Regions from separate parts of the Gossypium hirsutum genome. Here region 2 is linked to region 1. The links are chromatin contacts, called in public Hi-C maps. All regions are on one chromosome and are shown on one strand. Each heading gives the region's core, a stretch centred on a gene start, on an enhancer-like site or on the middle of the called end of the contact. The rest is flanking DNA. Distances are from core to core; before and after follow the strand shown.

Evidence for each region. A called contact is a pair of places that touch in the nucleus more often than the background predicts.
Region 2: a Hi-C map of leaf shows a contact between it and region 1, with 2.9 times the contacts expected there. The contact joins the promoter of LOC107938488 here to the promoter of LOC107947399 in region 1. A contact is called at or near these places in 3 of 34 Hi-C or Micro-C datasets (anther and leaf).

What each region holds. Positions count from the first base shown.
Region 1 is chrA12:2,456,681-2,461,323 of Gossypium_hirsutum_v2.1, reverse strand. It overlaps LOC107947399, which reads right to left and starts at 1,796. Exons shown (of 4, transcript XM_041082468.1): 1 at 1,194-1,796; 2 at 728-957; 3 at 19-126. The coding sequence starts at 1,380. It overlaps LOC107947398 (pyruvate kinase isozyme A, chloroplastic), which reads right to left. Exons shown (of 7, transcript XM_016882064.2): 1 at 4,265-4,643; 2 at 4,038-4,125; 3 at 3,747-3,937; 4 at 3,402-3,520; 5 at 2,982-3,225; 6 at 2,628-2,862; 7 at 2,017-2,483. The coding sequence ends at 2,152.
Region 2 is chrA12:2,603,884-2,608,526 of Gossypium_hirsutum_v2.1, reverse strand. LOC107938488 (cysteine-rich and transmembrane domain-containing protein WIH2) reads right to left here and starts at 2,639. Exons shown (of 3, transcript XM_016871664.2): 1 at 2,318-2,639; 2 at 2,010-2,184; 3 at 1,009-1,283. The coding sequence starts at 2,369. The coding sequence ends at 1,238.

The DNA.
Region 1 (4,643 bases), core at 547-3,046:
GAAAGAAAGGGAGCTTACAAGGTAGAGGGCGGAAAAGAATGCGATAGTTAAAAGGATCAAAGGCCAAAAGGCAAGGAAGAAAGTTCCTCCAAGTGTTAGCAACAGTTTAGCCCGCGGAACTAGCCCCTGAACAAAGAAAACAGAAGTTCATGTTTTGACAGTTTATATAAAGAAATTAAAATAAAACTGGGTCAACAGCAAAATTGCTCAACTAAACAGCACATGAGTAAATAAAGTTGTTTTTGGTTCTACAACAATCCCCAAAGGAACATAAGAGAAAATTGGTCACTTTTTCTAAATGTTTAATAAGCAATTACAACACCGGAACTGTGAAGAACCCGAGGCTTAGGTTAGTTAGTTCATGAAGTCACCCGTAAAAGCTAGCATCTAGCATATCTAACTTCAACCCTCAGCACCCACAATCCCTTTTGTTATCCTTGACCACGGCTTCTTTTGACCAAATAAAAACACTGAAAATGTAGTGAAGTCAGGTTCTCGTTTTTCCTCAAAACTCTGAAAATCTAGCTACCATTCCAATTCAGAATGTATATAATTGTGGTAAATTTACAATTTATGTAGTCAAATCACATTAGCAAGATGAACCATATTAGTGTGCAAGAAAGAAAATCTTTAAAAAAGATACTCATGAAGATCCTGTAAGGCAATGAAAATGCAAGAGGGTTATCAGTGCAGACAACGCAAAATCATTAATAAAAATTCAGCGAACCTCAAGGCCTTCACTGTTCAATTCCATGGATCGCTCCCTTTGATTAGATAAGCTTTTCTCGTATTCAGTTGAGACAGCATTCCTTGTAGTGGAACTCCCCATTTCTTTCCCTATTTTCATATCCTCGTTCAATTCATAATTGGATCTTTTGGCATCCTCCAGCAGTGAAGTGGGCGTCATCCCCCTCCTTTTCAACTCCTTCATAAACAGCGACTCAGGAGGCTCTTCCCCTATTACAAAAACACCACACCCCAACTTATGAGCACGTAAAGATATTGAAGCACCCACTTCAAACAAATTTCAAACCCCCGTGAATTATTTATGTTCATCTTTTTTTGAATGTATTCTTCGTTAGTTTCCTCAAAGCTTTCAATTTCTTTGTGAAGGGCTTAACTCGGCTTAGTTTCAATTTTCTCTAAATAAAAAAAAAAAGAGAGAGTAAAGGTTTAGAAATTGAGGAACATACCATTGCTTTTGTTGTCACCTTCTTGAGTAGCACAATAGATTCTAGATCTTTGCCTATGCAAGGACCTGAAGCTTCTACAGCTATTAAAGTTGAGAATTTTCTTCCTGAAATCAGATTTTCCAGGACAACTTGATTGGGAAATCGAAATGGAAGAGAAGACAGGGTTCAGAATCTGTAGAGAAACCATTTCAATTTGCCTTTATTTCTCAGCATTAAACCTTTAAATAATTTTTTTTTGTAAAAAAATTGGAAATATTAAAAATTTTAAACTAAAGAAAATAGAAATAAAAGGAAGTTGAACAGCTTTTCTAGCAAAAGAATGGGAAAGGAGTTTCTTTTTTACAAAGAGGTTGATGGAAATTAAGGTGTGGCGGTGGAGAGAAAGGAGGTACGTAGGAAGTAAGGAGAAGCAGCTGGTTGTTTGGTAGCGAAACCAATGGAGCGCAAATTAGAGCGGGAGGGCTTTGGGTTACTAAAATGCGCGGGAGAAAGAGTTGGACTTTGTGGCTATGGATTGTGGTTTGTAAATGATCGTAAACACCTATCTCCTATGCTATGACCCACACACACACCCACACACACACACACACACACACACACACCCACCCACCTTCACATTGCTCCATTCTATCAAAAAAACATAAAATATCAGATTAAATTTAATTCCTTTTTTTTTAAAGGAAAAGGACAAAAAGTAATCAATATCGAAATTTGAGACGGATCTTGATTGAAGATTGATTTTTTAATAAAATCACAATTAATTCTGTGAGTAGAAGAGAGTAGGAAATTTTCAATTTCAGTTAAGGCATCCAAAATCCACAGATTTAAATCAAAGTCCAAACATTTTAAATTGAATCATAACAATGAATAGCAACTGGAAAACGTATGTGAAAGCAAACAAACTTATGAACATAAGCCAAAAGGATCAACATGTAGCTACAGTAGCAATGTAGTTTCCTCAAACAACCGTCTTCACTTGGATGGATTGAAATGCGGTGGAATTTATATGGGTTGGCGTTAAATCTGAGACCACCATAACCACATCTCCAGGTTTCAACATACCTTTTCTTCTTATAAGCTCAATGGTCGCTGAAATGTTCGCTTCCATGTCGTCATCTGACAGTTCAACAAGGAGGGGAATTACTCCCCATTGAAGATTCAGAGCCATACGGGTGCCGTTGTCGCTTGTGAATGCAAATATGGGAGGGTATGGACGGTTACGAGAGAGGAGTGATGCCATTTGTCCATGCTTCGTGTACACAAAGATGGCATCGACTCCAAGATTATTAGCTGCACAAAATGATTGTGCACGATTAGAATCAGAGCTTTCCTAAATTCAAACAAGTCTAATGAAGAACCATATATGCAAACGAGTCTAACTTCATAACAGCATAAAATGGTTCGAGTAAGGCTAATGAAGATAAAATTAAATACCCATTTCAACAGCACAATTGCAGATCTGCTCAGCAATGCGATCAGGCAATGACACACCAAGCCGGCGCTGATGAAGAATACTTTGTCGGTTTTCCTCCCGACTCCATAGTTCCATTCGACTACTAGCCATCTGCAAGATAGAAAGTGCCTTCTGCCCATATGGTCCGATAGCCGACTCACCAGATAACATTAAGGCATCTGCATATTGCCTAACTACTTCAGAAACATCTGCAACCTAAATGGGCACCGCAGAAGAATATATTTACAAAGAAATTTCTCCAAAATACCAGTTACCTATGATGTTTCTTTTATAAGCAAATACCAACAGTAACATCAACTGGAGTATGATATTACCTCGGCCCGTGTTGGAGTAGGGTATTCAACCATCGATTCAAGAAGTTGAGAAGCTACAATAACAGGCTTGTTCATTTCTCGGCAAACACGAGTTATTTCCTCTTGAACTGTCGGAATCTGTTCATAAGGGATTTCAACTCCAAGATCACCACGAGCCACCATGATTCCATCGGAAGCCTCCACAATCTCTTTCAATTTCTGTAGTGATTCCAAGCTCTCAACCTTTGCCAATACCCTTGTGGATCTGCACCCAGAAAAGTTCACTTTCATAAACTTTGAGAAGCATATAGAAGAAACCCTTTTTACTTTTAGTCTGAAAAATAAATTTTACAACTTTTCTTATTCGATACTAACACAAGTGAAAAAAAAATGCAGACACATTGTAAATATATAGACAAGATGATATTTGAAAATGTTGACCTGGATGACCTCATGTATAGATAGTTCTTCAACTGCCTAACAGGATCAGCATCATTGACGAAAGAGAGGGCAATGAAGTCGACACCTTCAGAAACTCCAAACTCAATGTCAGCCCAATCCTGTAGATTTGATGAAATATCATTTATGTTTATGAGCACTAAAAGGAATTATATTGCTTCCCAAAGCATGGCAGGACTAAAAATTATATGCTACTATAGCTTTTAGCAGGTTAAGACCAATATGAGAAGCAGTCTGACTTCCATGAACTCAATTTGGCTAAACTAAATTCAATATCTAAGAGACATTCCAAAATCAAAGCAGGAAAGCAATCATAATGAATTGAACCTTCTTGGATAGTGTAGGAAGCTCAGAATTTCTTGCTACAAGCTTTCCATTCCTCCAAAAGCTAAATTTGGCTCGAGGAAGAAACAGACCGGAGTCCGTACACTTACAACGCAAATCATTCCCAACTTTCTCAATTACTTGAAAGCTAGCCATTCCACCATCAATCACAAGTTCATCACCCACTTCAATACCTGCCATCCATACACAATACATTGATAGAGAACTAATCTGAAATAAATATATCACCATTAGTATTTAGTTGAAATGATTATTAACACCAAAGGATAGTACCTTCTGAAAAACCTTCATGGTTAGCCTGAATTGCAAATGGAGGGGAGCCCTCAAGCTTTTGAGCAGTAAATAACCAGGTGGAACCTTCCTGGTATCCCAACATGGAATCAAGCCATCAAAATTGTTTCACTCTTCTCATAAAAGGGTATTTCCCACAATTAGAGCAAACTATAACAGATTCTAAGGTCGTAGAAAATAAAAGAAGGGGGGAAGAAAGGAATACATACCTCTGCTTTCACAGAAGAAGGAGCACCATGATCAAGCACATGGATCTGACTACCTTCAGTATCGATCATAACGGAAACACAGAACCCCTTTTCTTCATTCAACTGGTTGATCTTCTTAATCACATCACGGTGCCAATCCCGGGTGTTATGACACATATTAAACCTAGCCACATTCATTCCTCCCAATGCCAACTTCTCCAAATCCTGCAGTGAACAACAAGCCGGCCCTATGGTGCAAACAAGCTTTGTCTTCCTCATCCCCAAGAAACCCTTTTCTCGCAACTCCTCCTCCGATACTACATCCAAACCCATTTCATCTTTTGCTTTCTTTACTTCCTCTAAACCACCAATTTGCACTACTGCTTTGACTTCCACCCTA
Region 2 (4,643 bases), core at 1,390-3,889, 150 kb before region 1:
AATTAAGGAAACAGCTTCGACTTCGTACTTATTCTTTGAGGATGACTTCATACTATTTTGTCATAAAGGGAAGCAAGCTATGATGTTACACCAACTCCTACATTTTTACCGTAAATATTTAGGCCATAGGGTTAATTCACAAAAGACCCAAAGATTCTTCTCTCACAACACAAGGGTGGAGATCATGGATTCGAATAGTAATGTCATTGGGTTTAACAAGGTCGATGATTTGGGAATTTACTTTGAGATGTTATTTCATAAAAAGGGTTTCAGAAGCAAGCTCAGTGGATGGGATGCAAAAGGGCTCTCAACGGGGTGAAGTCGATAATTACTTTATGCTAAACGTCCTCATACCACAGGGTGTCTGCAATGAAATTGAGAGGATTGCTCGAAAGTTTATTTGGGGCTTGTGGAATGAGGAAAGAAAGGCCTCTCTAGTCAAATGGGAAACATGTTGTAAGCCTTGGAGAAATTGTGGTTTTGGTTTAAGGAGGCTTAAAGAGCATAATGAAAGCTTCTTGTTAAAACTTGCTTTTTAACTCAGTGACTAATAAAGGTCTTTGTGAAAGAATATTGGGAGGAAAATACAAGCTGAGAACAGATTGCCCGGAGAGTATCGATAGACTCTTCGTCGAATGTTCGGGGACTACTAAAAGAAAATATAGGTTGGAGTGTGGGCAATGGGAAGAAGATTCAATTCTGGTTGGATGAATGGCTGCCCCTAGGGACCATTGCGTGGATTATTTCAATGTCTACGTAAATGTTACAGTTTTACTGAACGAGGAGAATGGGATTGGTCTAAAGTTAGATTGCAGCAGTGACACCACCCAATGCCTATAAGTGGCTGTCCAGTTGTGCTTGGCCACCACGAGAAGGAAAATAGAAGATCATTTGCAGAAAAAGAATCCCAAAACCTTTCTTTGGTTAGCATTTCATAATAATCCTTTCATTTTTTCTTTTTTATATATGCTTCCAAGTATAAAACAGTAAAAATCAATCAGCCGGCCATGAAAAACAATAAAAATCCATAAATATATAGAACAAAGAAAAAAGATCCTAATATTACTGTGTATGTCAACAAGAGTTCAAATCCAATGAAGGGTTCAATTATTAAAAAGAAAAAAAGCGATGAAGAGAAAGAAGAACATTTGAAATTGAAGTTTGAAAATGGTAATTGAATTCAACTCTCCTCCTATAAATTCAATATTTTTCTAAGCTGCCATTGGAGAAAAGGTCGTCAAAAACAAGCATCCAGAAGACAGCAACAGCAAAGAGCAGCCAAACTGCAATGCCAACCAATATAACTTATTAAATCAAAAGAATTTCAAACATCACCAACATTTGACAAGGTAATCCTCGTTAGAGTTGACGATTATCTGATATAAATACGACTACAATTTTAATATTTATGGAATACAAATTATGACAATTTTTTTTCATATTTATAAAATTTTTAATATAATTATTATGAATCAATTCGTGTTTCCTTTTTAAAATTATTTTTTTAATAATGAAATTACATCTATCGTTAACCTATCACAACCTTAAACTTGTCGAAAGTTTTGTCTTGAATTGCCTCTTGAAATATTCAGGGAAAAGAAGTCATAAAATATTTTCAAGACGACAACAACCTTTTCTAGAACACCGAGGAAGTTGTTTGAAGAAAATCTGAAATAACAGAAATACCCCCTAACCGTCGAGAAAAGAAATAAAAGAACTAGGCATGGGGGTGTTTTCGGGATGTTGACCACTTAACTGACAGTCTTATCACGTTAAAAAAATCCTATCCCTTTTTATCGGTAATCGTGATGAGCTGTTGTGATTTTTTATTGTATCCCGAAAAGCACGCCCTCAGTTGAATTTTGCAGAAATCAGAATTATCCTTAGATGAGTAGATCTGACCATATACGGTAGATAAACTCGTACAACGATACTAAACCATCACTTTTAAAAACTATATCTTAAACAACTATACGTATATGGATAGAATGGAGAAAGAGAGCACTTACCAGCCTTCTATGACACCGGAACTCTGCTTTTGCTGAGGAGGAGGAGGCTGAGCATATTGAGGTGGATATCCCTGCGGAGGGTATCCCTGTTGAGGATAACCTTGAGGATATCCTTGTGGGGGATACCCCGGTGGTGGATAAGCATCCTTTGGAGGATAACCTTCCGGTGGATAACCTGTACAGTTCTCAATCACAAAAAAAAAAAAGGTTCTCGATCAGATCCACCAGATAACCAGATCCAATCAATCAATCATAATGCAGCAAAACCATAAATATGTAAAAAAGAAAGTGAAAAATCAGAGCTAGACCTTGAGAAGGAGGAACGCCAACAGGAGGCTGTTGCTGATTGTAATAACTCATCGTTAGCTGATAGTTGTTGGTATTTTCTTCTTCTTTTCTTTGAAGGGAAATTTACAGAAGGGCGAAGAGTTGGTGCAGTGAAGGGAAGGGACATTGGCTATTGTTTTATATAGTGGATTTTGAAAAGGCTATCTCTACTTTTTCATATTACTTTTTAAGATTTGTACGCGTGTCCTCTCGAGTGAAACTTAACGGCTAAGGTTGCATCTGTGCTCGAGCTGTCTTGCTTCCATGATCAATTTTGAATTCTAATTTAACTTAATTTAGGTCAATTTTAAAACTCGTTTTCATCTTTTAAAATTAAAGTTTTATCTTTTTTTTTCCTCAAAAAAGTCTATTATTATTTTATATATATAATATTTATATTTAATGTACTAACCTAATATAACTTCTTAATGAATTACAAGATGATATTCCATATTTTTAATTATTTAAAAAATATATGTTTAATAATTTATTGATGATAAATCTTAATATAATTGATGTATAATGTTACACATTGTCAATCTATCAAATATAAACTCATTTAAAAATATATTAAATTAAAATTTAGATAAAATATTTTAAATTAATATATAGATAAAATATTGAATTCTTTTTAAAAATAAAAATTATAAGATTTTTTTTTTAAAAAAAGAGAGTATTTTTAACGTATCGATTGGTAGAACAATTAAAGTTGTGTTAGTGGGGATTAAGCAAAATAATGAATCATATAAAGAGAAAGGGGCAGATCACTAGACAGATTGGCCTGAAAAATAACAAAGGCAAGAATATAAAGCTGCAGAGACAGCAAATAGAAGAGAAGGAATCATTTGAAAATGCAAAGGTTTGCTAAAATTGAATTATAATATTAAAAAAATAAGCATATAATCACCAAATTGCAATAACCATACGACGTGAGAATGGGGAAAGGATAGTATGAAACTGTGATTCCACGTCATCTCTATCCCTTTTTAATAGTACAATGACAAATTAGATTTTTGCTCCTTATTTTTAGTATTTTGAGTTGAATTTGAATTTTTTCAAGAGAAAAAAAATTAAAAATTATAAGAAAAAATCTGATTTATTATTCTCCTATCGAAAAGGAATAGAAATAACATAAAATCACAATTTTATACAATTCTTTTTCGTGAGAGTGATATTTAAACAATTTTAGTAACAAATCATTTGGTTGGACAGTTGGATTGAGTAATCAAACATAGAATTTATTTGGGTTAATGATCAAATCCACTACAAGTTAGTTGGTGAGTTACTTGCATGATAATTTATTTTTGTTGGAACTAGTGCTGCATGAATGCAGTTGGATGGTCCATGTCAAGGATAAGTTTTTGTGAAACAGGGAATTTTATATTTATTTTTATTGATACGAGGAGTTTTACATCAATTAGGTTAAAAAATTTATTATTATAATAATATTTTAGTATTTTTATATGAAATATTTAAATAAAAATATTTAGGGATGAAACTTGAAAATGATAAGGATTTATATAGAAAGTACTTTACCACTTCATTTATGACTCAATTGTTAAATAAGATTTATATATATATATTTATTTAATATATATAACATTATTTCTTTCACTTTTTATTATAGATGTGGCATAATTTAGTATTAATTGAGCTATAAATTCTGCTATTGTTAGTAAAGCTGTGTCACATATAAGTCATGTACCCAACATGTTGATTATGGGCTCGATCATCTTTAGAGTATAAGCCTCCACTTATATCAAAACACATGAGTTGCATACACATGGTTGGTGACTAACTCAAGATTTAGGTAAATCATACTATAAACGTCACAAGTGAATAAATTCACAAATTGATTCATAATTAATTCATCTTGAGTCCAGTCAAATGTATCATTCTACCAATGAATACATTTATGTCTCTACCCGTGGAGTCAATAGTTCTGATAGCCAAGACGAGCCATCTCCCCAATTGGAATTGTAGACGACATAATAATCTTTCTTAGTATTTGAATCAAATGGTCACTTCGATTCTTTTACGGGATTACAAACTTATTTAGATTATTTACTGAAATAAGTTGTCTTTCTTACAATGTAAACATTCTTACAATGTCACTTATCTTTAGTTTGAATTTAGACAATCAATGAGCTAATATTTGCTTGTCACAATTTCGCTATGCATGCAAAATAGAAAAGATAGAAATACAAAAGGGGCGTAATAGTGAAATATGAAATTAATTTTATTTATTTATTTATTTACCGTTCAAATAAATAAAAAATAGTTATATATTTACTATAATATTAATAC